2 separate regions of the Danio rerio genome follow, and region 2 is linked to region 1. A link is a contact called in public Micro-C data. All regions are on one chromosome and are shown on one strand. The core of a region is the stretch at or near the end of the contact, and the rest is flanking DNA. Distances in the headings are between cores, read along the strand shown. Region 1 overlaps brpf3b (bromodomain and PHD finger containing, 3b). Region 2 holds the start of dennd2c (DENN/MADD domain containing 2C).

What was found. A called contact is a pair of places that touch in the nucleus more often than the background predicts.
Region 2: a contact with region 1 is called in a Micro-C map of caudal fin, with 5 times the contacts expected there. The contact joins the promoter of dennd2c here to the enhancer-like site in region 1. A contact is called at or near these places in 2 of 18 Hi-C or Micro-C datasets (caudal fin and hematopoietic stem cells).

Annotation. Positions count from the first base shown.
Region 1 is chr8:12,464,071-12,471,970 of GRCz12tu, forward strand. It overlaps brpf3b (bromodomain and PHD finger containing, 3b), which reads left to right. Exons shown (of 9, transcript XR_012384124.1): 8 at 3,085-3,375; 9 at 3,507-4,565. Among named protein-coding and RNA genes, the nearest start is that of brpf3b, 35 kb to the left of the region's middle. Within about 2 kb of position 5,286, at least 15 of the 62 cell types and tissues checked have an H3K27ac peak or open chromatin away from gene starts, as enhancers often do. A contact at or near this core is called in caudal fin, where this site is marked.
Region 2 is chr8:12,644,636-12,652,535 of GRCz12tu, forward strand. dennd2c (DENN/MADD domain containing 2C) reads right to left here and starts at 3,884. Exons shown (of 19, transcript XM_001919051.8): 1 at 3,499-3,884. ampd1 (adenosine monophosphate deaminase 1 (isoform M)) reads right to left here. Exons shown (of 15, transcript NM_200893.1): 15 at 7,296-7,658. The coding sequence ends at 7,503.

The DNA of each region.
Region 1 (7,900 bases), core at 4,036-6,535:
ACATCAGACAATTATCTTGTTTGCTCAATTAACATTATTTGTCTCATAATCATTTTCTTTGAAAACATATTCCTCATCTCAGTGTTTTTTGTTTACTGAACACATTTGACCAAGTTGGTATTCCAACAGTTGTATAGTTAACAGTGTGTTCGCATATTCCAATAAATAATCAAAATAATAAATTAATCTAAGTAAATAAATCCAATTCATTTTGTAGTTTTATGTTGATTGCTGTTGATTTCTCATGTTTTTAATTTCATTTAAATAGATTAAAGCTACATTTTGAGTTAATATTGTTAGATTATGTCCTGCACTTCTACAGAAAAAATAATTTAGTTGTTTTCTTGAATAGTGTTTTGTTATTGTTTTCATTAGTTGTTATTTTTAGTCATTATTTTTTTATCAAATTTCACTTTTTTACAGAATGTATCACATTTTATTTGCAGTTGTTTATTCTGTTTGACTGTTGTTGCATTTGAATTGTTTGCATTTTATTTAAATATTTTTTATTTGACATAAAGGATTTCATTCATTATTAGCATAATTGGGATGATTAATCTCAAGAACTCCTTGTTTTTTCATATTTTATGATTTTATTTAATTGAATTTAAAGGGCACCTATAATGAAAATCTACTTTTTAAAGCTGTTTGGGCAGAACTGTCTTTATGTATAGTGTGTCCACAGTCAAATAAAGTGACAGAAACCCAAAAAAAACCTCTTTAAAAAATTTCCTGACTTTAAAATTGGATTCAAATCAGTACATGACGTAGGAGTGTGGTTTTCCCACTGATTGTCATTGTTTCTATAATAACATGTACTGCATACACATGTCAACAAAACATTTTTTGCAAATAAACTGAGATTAAAATATTTGTTACAACCCTGTGATTATTTTAAAAATAAGTTTTATAAGTTTAAAATGTTTTTAAAACAAAGCATTATTGTAATAAAGATAGTAAAATTTCTATGGAATTCTTGACCGCTATAAACACCACGGCCACATGGTGTCAGTAAACATTAAGATGTGTGTGACTCATCATTTCAGAAAGGCTTGAATAGACTCCCGCAAATACATCAAATAAACTTACATGGTATTTTTGACTAATGAGATGTATTTTAACTTCATCCGTGTCTGTCTCTGTCACTGACTGCTGTTTATCTGACGTAACGCAGGACAAACAGACTTTCACATGGAAATAGTGGGCGGGAAGAAGTAACTCATTTGCTACACTACTCCGACAACAAAATGGGCAGATTCTAGAGGTTATAATAAATGATCTAAAGGGTGTTTTGAGCTGAAACTTTACAGACACACTCTGGAGACACCAAGGGCTTATCTTACATCTTGTAAAAGGGGTAAAAAAGGTGCCCTTTAAATTCATCTTTTTTTTTTTTTTTTTGATTAGTAATTTCACTCACAAATGCCAGTTGCATCCCTGGTTTACTCCAAGTAAAAAGACCTTTTTAAATGTTTTATTAAGGTACACTTTATAGCACTTCTGTGACACATTTTCATTTTGTTCTCATCTATTTCAACACAGACATGTCTAATAAAATAACTTCACAGTTGCATTTAGCACAGCTTCAAAGCAAAGCACTGACATTTAAAGCTGAAGCGGAAGGTTAAAATGGCTCTTCATTCTGTAGATCATAGATCCAGACATGCCTCAAGATGGTCTTTTGCATAACGGCGTCCCGATCCCTGTTCCTCCACTCGACGTGCTTCGCCTCGGGGAACAGAGACAAGAAGAAGCCGGAGAAAGACTTTTCCTGGTTCTCTTCTTCGACAACAAACGCACCTGGTGAGCCCAGCCTTTGGAGATTTTCTTGTTTTCCTTCAGATTACCCACCAGACTTTGCATTCTCAAATGACCAGAATCCGCTGGCTTTAAGGATTTTGAAAGGAACTGTGAGTGAATTCTCATTTCTTTTTTTTTTTGCTGTATCCGCAGGCAGTGGCTCTCGAAAGATAAAGTGATTCCTCTCGGCGTCGACGACACCACTGATAAACTGCGTATTATGGAGGGCAAGAAGACCAGTATCAGGAAGTCTGTGCAGGTGGCCTACGATCGAGCTATGAAGCACTTGAGTCGAGTTCGAGGAGATCATGGTTTCGTTGGCTCCAACTACATGTAGAGCAGAAACATCAACCACATCTGACTGTTTAAAACAGTAGTGGCCAACCCTGATCCTGGAGATCTACCCTCCTGCATATATCTCAGTTGCAATCTAGATCAAACACACCTGCCGGTAATTATCAAGTGCTGTTCAGGTCGTAATTAATTAGTGCAGGTGTGTTTGATCAGGGTTGCAGCTGAACTCCACAGGAAGGTCAATCTCCAGGAACAGGGCTGATCACCCTTGGTTTAGAGGAACAATCCAGTTTTTAAAATAAAAATAGGCCCATTTTACAAGTTCTCTAGAGTTAAACAGGTGAGTTTTATCATTTTTGAATCCATTCAGCCAATTTCTGGGTCTGGCGGAAACACTTTTAGCTTAGCATAGATCAGGCGGTCACTAATCTCATTCCTGGAGGTCCGGTGCCCTGCAGGATTTAGCTCCAACTTGCCTCAACACACCTGCCTGGATGTTTCGAGTATACCTAGTAAGACCTTGATTAGCTTGTTCAGGTGTATTTGATAAGTGTTGGAGCTAAAATCTGCAGGACACCGGACCTCCAGGAACAAGTTTTGTGATCGCTAGCATAGATCATTAAATCATAATAGACCATTAGCATCTCGCTGAAAAATGACCTGAAGGAATGGCTGAAAAGAGTCTCTAGCTAGGTAACTTCCTATGTTGGGTTATATTGACTGAAGTTGGCTGAATTTTCAGGTGCTGTGTTATATCATTGTGCCGCTTCAGACATGGTACGGCAGTAAAGTTTCTTGATTATTACACTGGAATGAGAATATAGATCCTAGGTCTCAAACTCAATTCCCGGAGGGCCGCAGCTCTGCACAGTTTTGCTCCAACTTTAATCAAACACAGCTGATCCAAACAATTGAGGTGTTCAAAAGAGTCATGAACACTTCATTCATAGATCAGCTTTGTGTGATTAGGGTCTGACCTAAACTGTGCAGAGCTGCGGCCCTCCAGGAATCCAGTTTGAGTATGGTAGAGCTTCTAGCCATATCGATCCGATGTTCTTCGTACGCACTTTAACTACAGAGGTGTCACATTTAAATAATAAAATTATTGAAACTGGTTATTTTTGAGCAACATGCTAACGGTCTAATCTAATTCAATGATCTATGCTAAGCCAAGCTAAAAGTGCTGGATTCAAAAATGATATAACTCAACTGTTTTACTCTAGGGGAGTTGCGAAATGAGCCTATTTTCAAAAGGAAGTGTAGTGTTCCTTTAAATAATAGGCCTCAAACTCGATTCCTGGAGGGCCGCAGCTCTACCCAATCAAACACAGCTGATCCAACCAATCAAGGTGTTCAAGACTACTCGAGACTATAAGGTGTGAGTTGGAGGTGTTTGGAGCTAAACTGTGCAGAGCTGCAGCCCTCCAGACATTGAGTTTGAGACCACTGCTTTAAATGGAACCTGAACACTGAGAATAGTTTAATTTAACCCTTTGCTGCAAATCACATTCAGTCTAGTTTTACTTTTACCAGATTTTGGAGGTCATATGAGAGTGCTATGGTTTGTTTTTAGGAGGCGTCACTTTATGGTCATTTAAATCACCCAGACTCCGAGTTTTAGCCTTTTGGGTACATTCAGAGCAATTAATACTTTTAAATGATTGATTGATTGAATGAATTTAAGCGTTTGAATGAATCACTGCCATTTTCTTAAGATAGCTTTTTACTTTTTAAAGTTTTACAAACCACTTATTGTATATTGTAAAGAGCACCAGTGTATATAAGTATGTTTGTTTTTTTATCATATAGTCTCTAATTTAATTTTTCTTTTCTCTTGTGAAATAAATTGCCTGGGGGAATGATGAAATGAAGGTTGTATATATAAATATATACATGTGTAAAAAGATTTTCAGATGAACTGACTTCCTACATAGTGTATCCTGCTTGTCTTTGATATCCAGATAGTGTGAGTGGTTCATATATATGTACATGACCGGTATACAATCATGTATGTATGTGTATATGCAACAACTCGCGTGTCTATGGTTAAATATATATTCTCAATTTTTTGATACAAAAAAGTAATTTATTTATGGAGCATAAAGAAATAAAGGAACTAAATTATATTGGTTCAAGGCGAAAATCAGATGTCTTATTTAAGATGATAAACTATTATTGCTTAGGCTTTTAAGAGCCAGCTATGTGCTTTCGGATTCTGATTAGTTCATTTTAAGATTTAAAGGAGGGAAGAGGACGATGATCTTGGACACTTGCTGTTAGACAGTACAAATCCCTTTTCACATCAAGCACAGAACCTTGTATTTATTGTAGAAAGTTGTGGAGCTTTTGTTCACCATTTATAAGAAGAAATTTTAAGCTTGTACAAACTGCAGATTTTACCTACCTACCAAATAACCTGTCTCAAACAGTATTTTCTCATGTGGGGAAATAAATGTTCTATTGAAACTCTACGACTGTGTTTGATTTGAACATTGTTTTGGTAACACTTTACAATAAGGTTCATTAGTTAATGCATTAATTAACATGAACTAATCCTGATTAACACTTGTACAGCATTTATTAATCATAATTGAACATTTACTAATGCATTATTAACATCCAAGTCTGTGCTTGTTAACATTAGTTAATGCACTGTGAGTTAACATGAACTAACAATGAACAACTGTATTTTCATTAACTAAAATTTACTAACATGAATAAATACTGTAGTAAATGTATTGTTCATTGTTTGTTTGTTCATGTTAGTAAATGTATTAATTAACATTAACCGATTAACCTTATTTTAAAGTGTTGCCATTGTTTTTAACACCACTGTGGCTGGTCAGTTTCACGAGACATAATTTAGTTGTTGTTAAAATATATTTGATATGCTAAATTGTACTTTTGCATGCTAAAAGTACTTGAGTGAGAGACATTTTACTTGATTTGGGTCATAAAAAAATCTGTGACCACCAAAATAATGATAAAAGTAGCCTAAACCAGCTGGTATACAGTAGTCAACCTAAAACTTACATTACAACAGCCAGGCATAGAGTTATAACATTACAGTTCCCATGGTTTCTATTTTAAACTATAGTAAACTAAAGTTTGAAACTATAGTTTAAAATAGTCTATAAGTGGGCCTCGCTGTTCCCACCCACCATAACCCTTGCAGCGGGGTCCCACTACCGGCCTCCCGTGTTTGCCTGAGGGTTTTCACGGCTCGTTTTGCCGCCTCGCCCCAGGGAGTGCACGAGCTTACCGGGCGCCAGTCCGTGCCAGTGTTCACTGGAATGTTGCTCGTTGGCACATTTCGAGCAACAAACCCGTAATATTCTTGGCGATATTGCGTTTATCTACGCAAACTGCAAGGAATACAGCACAGACGGGCCGAGTGAAGCTTCACAAAGCGGACTTTGTGAGATTGGCGTGGCTCCACTTGTACCGTCAGCTATGGAACTCACCTTGGTCAAGTACAAACAGCATCAACGAGCGAACTGACAACACAGAGAGAACTGACAAGCTTTATAGGAATGCAGATCCAACGTTTACAGATTGTCATGGTGAGCAATGATGACAGCTGGGGAATCTACGTCATTGAAACGTCAAATGATTATACCCACTACGTTCCTACTTCAAAGGAAAGGTGATTCTGAGCTCTTTGCAGCAAGTTGCGGTCGGCCATATTTGTTGACAAAAAGCTAATTATTTTGATGTGTGTTAGACCTTCTAACAGAGTTTAAGTCACGAGCTACAGACTATTTAATTTTAATTACATAGCTGTAAAATATCTATAAAATGAACCGCTAAGTAAAAGAAAGTTTTAATTAGTAGTTTATCAGTTTAAGAAATAAAATGCAGTATTATTTATTAAGAGTTGTAAATGCATGTTAGTAGTAATACACTTGATTATACTGTAAAAAAACACTTTTTGAAACATTTTAATGGGACACAATATTGTTGAAGTTTCTTATATTTGACCACAAAATAATAAAGTAAAATTAAGCAACTTTAAAGAATATCTAAATGTAAATTTTGTTTCTTTGACGATAAGATAATGTGCCGTAATTTAGGAAATTGCTGTCTGAAAAACGATTTTATATGACTAAATAAGAGAACGTTGAGATCATTAATTAGTTTATTATACACTCAATCCGACAATTAGATGACGTAATTTGTGTTTTCTTTGTGTATGTGGACGTGTGACAAATAGCTTTAAATATTTTTTTTTATGTAATTTGGGCACCAAAACACACAGTATGCGCTTCACAAAGCTTAAAATGACCGTTACGATACAATAATGAAACAATGACTCGTATAAGAAACTAAACAGTTCACAGTCTATTATAATGAATGGCAATCGGTCGCCATATTTGTAAAAACTGAAAATGAATATAAGTTATAAAGTATATAACAAACTTTGAAAACCATTTCAGACTAATGAAGTGTTGCAAATTGACACGTTTCCTACCTTGTTAAATCATTGCTATTGTAAGAAATGAAATCTTTAACACGATTATTGTCTTCACATTGATGAATATAATTAATTATTAACAACAACATATAATCAAGATTGAGCAAAAATGTTATTTGAGAAGTGTGCATCAAACTGTAGACCTTCACATTAATCAGTACCCAAGAAGTAGCTTTCAGTTTCAAAAAAGTTGGTGACCCCTGAGTTACCAACCCCCAAAATAAGAAAAAGTAGAAGAAGACTGATAAAAAAAACTGATAATTTCAGTTTTTCTCAGTTGCTTTGGCACATCTTCTAAATAATCTTAATAAAAGCTGTTTGCTAGAACTTCAGCACTTCATTGCACATCTGCAAAATGTAGTTACAGCCCCAAAACATTACAATTATGCTTCAAAACTTTGTTATCGTGTCAGTAATTTGGCCAAGGCCACCAAAATATAGTGTATTCGTCCAAGTTTGAGCCACACTGCTCAACATGATTAGCTATTTTTTCACCTTGACACTCAACCAAGAAATTAAGACTTGCATAAAAAAAACCTGATATTTGTTAAGAAGAGTGAATGAATAGTACATAAAAAATTATATTTTGTATTTATACAGTACATTTATTTGTGAACAAAAGTATTACATGCAAAGTGCATTCTTGCTTGTCCAATTCTGTATTGTATGTTTCTGATGTTACCACAAATACACACACAAAAAAACTACAAAATATCATCTATAAAAATATTCTTGGTGGACATCGTTTGTCTATATATATATAGTTGAAGACAAAATTATTAGCCCCTCTGTTTATTTTTCCCCATTATCTGTTTAATAGAGAGCAGATTTGTTCAACACATTTCTAAACATAATAGTTTTACTAACTCATTTCTAATGACTCGTTTATTTTATCTTTGCCATGATGACAGTTAATAATATTTAGATATTTTTCAAGACACTTCTATACAGCTTTAAAAAAAAAATTGCTTTTATTCTAGCCGAAATAAAACAAATAAGACTCTCTCCAGAAGAAAAAAATATATTTTCAGACATAGTGTGAAAATTTCTTTGCTCTGTTAAACATCATTTGGGAAATATATTTTTTTAAAAAAGAAAAGAAAAGAAAATTTAAAGGGGGGCTAATAATTCTGACTTCAACTGTATGTATATGTATATATATATGTGTATATATATATATATATATATATATATATATATTTGACATGGTGTAATCCTTTTCAAGGTATACTGCGGTATGAAAAAGTAAAGGTCTCAAAACCGCCCAAATTTTCTGCTATACTGTTTCTACAGTATGTGTATGTTGTTGTTTTTTTCACTTTTTGTTTTACG
Region 2 (7,900 bases), core at 2,634-5,133, 180 kb after region 1:
ATATACGGTATTGAATTTCTGAATGGTTCAGGCACAAGCCAACAGTTTCTTGACGCTGTCTGAGCCTCATAGTTTTATTATTATGCAGGGTAATACCGTATACCGTGTTAAAATAGGGAGGAGGTTTGACGGTATCAAAATCTGGATACCGCCCAAGCCTAATCATATTGACAAAATAAAAAATCTATGCTCTATCATTTATTTTGTGACATCACAAAATGTAAATTATATATTTTTTCTCCAAGAATTTTAAGAGGAGAGAATGTATCTTGAAATTACAATGTTTACATTCTGCATCTTATTTTGACATTGAGCATAAAATCATTAGTTTCTGAAAAGTGTTTTATACTTTATAAAGATTTATTTTATATTTCTACATCTTTAATCAAACATTTGCCATAAATAAAGAGAGAAATATGATCCCATAATTTCTAAAATATCAGCCTTTACCAAAAGATTGATATGTCATCATATGACATATGATTGTTATGGTAAAAGTACCAGAATTAATACATATACAATGAAAATCAGAAAGTATGAAGTGCAAGTCCAATTTATTTAAAACAAAAAAAAAGCTTTATTTTGATTATGTTTGAATACTAAATTGTCTTAATTTTTTGAAGACCGCCATCAAATATTTCAGAATCTTATTTAGTGTTTTCTTTTGAATTTTTTTTTTTTTTTTACAAAAAAAAAACAAAATCAAGTGTAGTGGTGCAACAGGATTATGTTGGTTAGATTTTTTTGTAAACCAACATCGCTGCGTGAGTAAACCATTATTTAAAACAGTAAAAATATGGTCGACCATTTGGTAGAGCAGGCAGTTAAAGAGATAATGTTAAGTTATGATTGAACTGCATCTTGATATAGTTATGAAATAGTTTGACAAGCAGGAAATGTTCATGGGCCAATGACATCACCACATTGAAATGATCTATATACCGTAGTATGTAAAAAATAAATAAATAAATAAAGAATACAGGAGTGGTACAATATTGATGATATTGGTGATATTTATCATTATCAGGACATGAGATGACCTACATTTGCAGTCAGAATTATTGGTCTCCCTGTATATTTTTCCCCAATTTTTGTTCAACAGAAAGAAGATTTTTTCAACACATTTCTAAACAATATTTTTAACAGCTCATTTCTAAAAACTGATTTTATTTTATCTTTGCCATGTTGATCATATATAATATTTTACTAGATATTTTTTAAGTACTAATACTCAGCCTAAAATGCGATTTAAAGGCTTAACTGTTAATTAGGCAAGTTAGGGTAATTAGGCAAATCATTGTACTGTATAATGATGGTTTGTTCTGTAGACAATCCAAAAAAAATATTGCTTAAGGGGCTAATAATATTGACCTTAAAATGTTTTTTTTAATGTAACTTTTTTATTCTAGCCAAATGAAATTATTTAAGGAATTTTATTAGAAAAAAAAAAGGAAATACTGTGAAAAAAACGCTTGCACTGTTAAACATAATTTGGGAAATATTTAAAAAATATGATGATTTTTGTCATAATGCAGGGCCCTGTCTGGCATGAAATCTAACACAGTCTGAAATGGTCTGCGTGTAGGTTTGGATGGAGCAGACCAGTGGTTAATTACAACTCTACTGCAGTAAAAGATCATCCTGACTACACATTCCCGACTGCATACGAGTAGGAAGTTCTTATGACGTTCCCAACAAACTGAGAGGTGGATTAAATTCTCTCTTTTTTTTCTCCAAGCCACCTGCTGCTTCCAGGTTCACCAACAGAGCTCTGAATTTGGGGTTTCGGTGATCAAAAGAGTCATCAGCAACCGCAGACGTACACAAAACACCCATACAATGTCAACCAGACACTAGCATTAACCCAGCCTTCAAATGGTAGACAATCAAGACATAAATAAACTATAATATTACCACCTCTGACAGGTGATCCACCCACCTTGGGTACTTGTGCATGAGGGGACAAGCTTTTGGGTGGGGTGGATCAAGAGGGTGGGAAAGTGGGCAAGTTTAGTGTCAAAACTCAGCCTAATCACGTTCGTAAGAGAAAACATTGTGTCAAAGCATGCTGAGTTATGGATGTTAATAAACAACTTGGCTTTGGTGTCACCACCGTATTTATTTTCACCCAAAGGCATAGTGAGTAAAGTAGATTTAGACGTGCCAAACATGAATGAATGATATTTTGATTAGCAGTGTGAACTTTAACTGTTTAAACATGAATAGGTAACTATGATGAAGTGTCAATTAACAATTAGTTTAAAGGAAAAGCTCACCCAAACATTTAAATTTGCTCACTATTTACTCATGCTCAAGAGGTTTAAACCTTCATGAGCTTCTTCTGTTGAACACAAATGAAGATATTTTGAAGAAAGCTGAAAACCTTTAACCATTGACTTCAATAATAAAACAAATCCTATGGAAGTCCAACATCTTTTGTGCTCAACATAAACTCATAATAGTTCCGTAACAAATCAAATACTATGCATGTCAATGGTTAGTGGTTTCCAAAATTTTGTGTTCAACATACTCATAATTATTTGAAGTAAAAGATGAGCTTAGTAAATTAAATACTATCACTGTCAATGGTTACAGGTTTGTAACATTTTACAAAATACCTTCTTTAATGTTCAACATAAATGTATAATGGTTTGAAGTATGTAAATGCTGACCATATTAAAATAAATACTATGGATGTGAGTGGTTACAGGTTTCCAACATTTTTCAAAATACTTTTTTGTGTTCAATTGTAAACTCATAATATTTTTAAAATAAGTAAAAGTTGAGCATAGTAAACCAAATACTATGGATGTCAATAGTTACTGGTAACAAACATTTTTCAAAACACTTTCTTTTGTGTTCAAAAAACTCATAAAGGTTTAAAATAAGTAAAAGTTCAGCATAGTAAAACAAATGCTATGGATGTCAATAGTTACTGGTAACGAACATTTTTCAAAACACTTTCTTTTGTGTTCAAAAAACTCATAATGGTTTAAAATAAGTAAAAGTTCAGCATAGTAAAACAAATGCTATGGATGTCAATGGTTACAGGTTTTCAAATTTCCTTATTTTGTGTTCAACAAACTCATAATAGTCTGAAATAAGTAAAAGCTAAGCAAAGTAAATGAAATAGTATGGATGCCATTGGTTGTTTACAACATTTTTCAAAATACCTTCTTTTGTGTTCAACATAAACTCATAAAGGGTTGAAATAAGCTGAGCAAATGATGACAGAACTTAAATTTTTTTGATATTCTATCCCTTTAAAAACATAAAATGTAAAACAAATACAATATTAAATTGAGTAAAACTAAACATAGAATTAATTTTAGTTAATTTTACCATTAAATCAATTCAGATATAGTAAAAAAAAATATATATATATATATATATATATATAATTACATTAATTTAAATGAATAAACGAAAGCAGCAGCTCTCTAATGTCAGCTAAGTTAAGTTAATTCAGATCTTTTGTTATGAAGAGATTTCACTTACTTAAAGTTAGGCGAACTTATCCGCTGTTTCACAACACATATGTTGGACTCATCTGACATGAACCGAGACAAAGACTCTCACAGAAGTTTATTTAGGGCAAATGCCGAGTCTGTATCTCTGTTTTGTGTTGTGGTCCCGAAGTCTTCATATCTCTCGGCTGGTTAAAGTTAGCCAGGCGGCTAAAAACGTCTTCGAGACAAACTTGTATCCATTCAGTGAGTAACCGACGGGCTTCAAAGTAACCAAACAATAATAATCCTCGGTAACCGACAACAATGTAAAGCCAGTTGTTACTGATATATTCCAGATTAAAGTGTTTTGGGAGCTCCTGAAGGAGTGGATGTGATCGTGTTTAATCCTCCTCCTGCGCTGTCAGTTCCCCATCTGAGCTTCGGTTCCTCTGAGCGGCGAATCAGTTCACGAGCTGCAATAAAAGCGCCTCTTCATAAAATCTCCATGTGTTGTGTTTGTTCCTAGTTTCTCAGATCGACTCAAGATCGACTGGTTCAAAAGGAAAAACTTTACTGACTTGAAACGGAAATGCTACTTTGTTGTCTTCTTGAGAGTGCAGTTTTTAACTCTTTAGTGGCTCGAGGCGAATACATGTGACTACTAGTGCTTTATTTACACATGAAATCAAAACTAACTCTGTTGATTTTGTTAGCTCACATTGCTAGTGTTGTGGTGCAAAATTCAGTGCATGCCATTAACATTTTTAATGCAATGATTCAAGTTAAGCTGTTTTACACCTAAATAATTGAATAAAAACTATAATAAAACATTTTCTAATTTAAAATTAAAACTTGAAACAAAAAAAGGATAGCTCAAAAATAAAACTAATTCAAAATACTAATAAATACAATAATAGAATGCAATACATGCATAACATATCGTCAATAAGGACAAATATTACTTTATAAAACAATTTTTGTTTTTAAGATTTTATTACTTCATTTCACGTCACTCGTTACGTTTAGTTTAGTTTTTAAATGAGTTCAAAGTTGTTGAATTAATCTTTTCAATTATTATTATTTTTTTATGTTTTATACATCAAGTTAAATACAATAGAATATATGCATAAAGCATCAGTAAGTACAAACATTACTTTACAAACATTACAAATATTTATCAACAGTTTTTAAGATTGTATTACAATTTCATTACTTTTTTTGTCATTTATTAATAATAATAGTAATAATTCCTTACATTTTTATAGCGCTTTTCTGGACTCTTAAAGCGCTTTAAACACATTTTTGTGGGGAATCTCCTCATCCACCACCAGTAAGCAGCATCCACCTGGATGATGTGATGGCTGCCATGTTGTGCCACACCTCACACCACACACCAGTTGATTGGTGGAGAGGAGACAGAGTGATGAAGCCAGTTATGATATGGGCATGATAAGGAGGCAATGATGAACAGAGGCCAGAGGGCAAATTTGGCCAGGATGCACAACCTGGGATTTTTAATGACCACAGAGAATCAGGACCTCGGTTTAACGTCTCATCCAAAAGACAGCACTCACTGAGCAGTACAGAGTAGAGTACCCATCACTATACAGGGGCTTATAGGACCCAGACAGACCACAAGTTAAGCGCCCCCTGCTGGCCTCACTAACACCACTTGTGGTCCATGTAGTCTCCCATCCAGGTACTGACCAGCAACAGCCCTGCTTCACTTCAGTGGGCAACCATGTGAGAGTTGCAGAGGGCTAGCTGCAAATTACTTTTTGTTTATTTTTAAAATGATTTTATAGTTTTTAAAATAAATTTAATAACTTTAAAATGTTTTATACATCAAGTTAAACTTAATATATTTCACACTAGCAACTAGTTGTATATTTATACTAGATATACTAGTTACATACTAGTATATATATATATATATATATATATATATATATATATATATATATATATATATGTGTGTGTGTGTGTGTGTGTGTGTGTGTGTGTGTGTGTGTGTGTGTGTGTGTGTGTGTGTGTGTATATAGGATTTACAGTCTTATGCATTATAGTATCTACAGTACTACATAGATTGCACACACTGTGGAAATGATCCCCTTGAGTAAAAAGAAATAAAATATCTATAGTAGTACTTAATACAGATCATCCATAAAATAACTAGAAGAAACATGACATTTAATGTGTAATTGGCATTCTCTATTGACTTTCGTGGTATTTGTTTTTCTTCTACAGTTGAATTCAAAATAATAAAAAAAAAAATAAAACTGCTTTTATTCTAGCCGAAATCAAACAAATAAGACTTTCTCCAGAAGAAAAAATATTATCAGACACACTATGAAAAATTCCTTGCTCCGTTAATCATAATTTGGAAAATATTTTAAAAAGAAAAAGAAATTCAAAGGGGGGCTAATAATTCTGATTTCTACTGTATATATAAATTGGTTGCCCTTTTTTCAACATTCTTCAAAACATTTTGTATTTTTAACAGAAAAAAAAACTCAACTGGTTTGGAACAACTCAAGAGTGAGTAAATAATGACCGCCAACCTGATTTCACCAAACAGGACATGTTCCCGGATTAATGTCTGTGTTGATCCTGGAACAACATTTCAATCAGCCAATAAGAAAACTAGGGATATGTTTACTATTTATGTTAAGCTTCCGCTTGTTAAGTGGTGACGTGTTAGTGACGTATGTAATACTGTTTCCGAGTCCAAGCCGCCTCTCATTTGAGTTGAGAAATTATTCGTTTATGATCACTTTTAATTCTTATCACACATTAAAGTTAATTTTATATCAAGTCAGTGTACACAACAATCTCTGGGCTTGCTGCATAACAAATACCAACATTTTAACAATAATAAAAAAAAATGAACCACTTTCTGGCCATCGGATATTGGGCATGGACATATATATTGCGAGATTGCGTGATTTTCGAAAGTATTAAATCGCTTTGTAAACGTTTATTATTACTATTCATTTGAATAGAGCGCTTGGACCCGGAAGCCGCTTCGCGTGACGTCACACTTAACAAACGGTTAGGTTTACAGTAAGGTTCATGAACATCTATATGATCATTATCCAACTATTATTCCCCTTTGATTTTGGGAATAATAGACAGTTATGATTGGGTTTAGGGGTAGGGAAGAGGTATGGATTACATTTTCGAACAAAAATGATGTTCCAGGATCAACATTGATGTAATCCAGGATCAAATGGTACTTAGCAAAATCATGACGTGCAAATAATGACAATTTTCATTTTTTGGGTGAACTATCCCTTTAAGAGTTGCATATGGGAAGATTTTGAGAGAAAAACAATTGAAATTTCACAGCGCAGTGGTGCAGTGAGTAGCGCTGTTGCCTCACAGCAAGAAGGTCACTGGTTTGAGCCTCAGCTGGGTCAGGCATTTCTGTGTGGAGTTTGCATGTTCTCCCAATGGTGGCGTGGGTTTTCTCCGGGTGCTCGGTTTCCCCCACAGTTCAAAGACATGCGCTATAGGTGAATTGGGTAAGCTAAATTGGCCGTATGTGAATGAGAGTGTTTTCCAGTGATGGGTTGCAGCTGAAAGAGCATCCGCTGTGTAAAACATATGATGGATAAGTTGGTAGTTCATTTCGCGGTGGTGACCCCAGATTAATAATGGAACTAATTCAAAAAGAAAATGAATGAATGAATGGTTAAAACTTAATTTTGTTACTCACATAAAGCTCTAGCATGCTTGTATTAAAAACGTGCAGAATAAACTACTAAAAAATCTTTTAGTTTTGTGTTTTCTTTTTTGGCAATAAAAAATGTCAAATGATTTTTTATGACATGACAGTAAAAAAAATTAAGTATAGATTTAGTTTATTGAATCAGCTGCAACAGGCTTTCCCCCAAAGCATGACCAATAAAAAATTAAATTAAAAAGGGGGTGTAAACTTATTAACTGCAAACTGCAGTAAGACATGGACGTCATCTCATGGGCTTCTCATGAATAATAGCAGAAATAAGGCTCTCGTTTAAGAAGAGCCTGAATCAGAGTCTGCATGTTGATTCATTCGGCCATCACTCCCTCTCGGATGAGATTCAGCTCATAGCACTGAGTCTCGTAGCGGTACGCCATGCGGATCTGAGCCACGTTGGTTTTGCGGATGTCGTTTCCCTCAGGACCGTCCTGCAGGTAGCTGGTGCCCAGGAAGTGAATCTTCTCCTGTTTGGGAGACAATAAAGATCATGCTGCAGTGTGGATATTAAGATGTGATTTGATAAATTGGTAGATAAATATATATAGTTGAAGTTACAATGAATAGCCTTCCTATGATTTTTTTTTCTGTTTTAAATATTTCACAAATGATGTTTAACAGAACAGGAATTTTTAACAGTATTTCCAATAAAAAATTTTCTTCTGGTGAAAGTTTTATTTGTTTTATTTCGGCTACAGTAAAAGCAGTT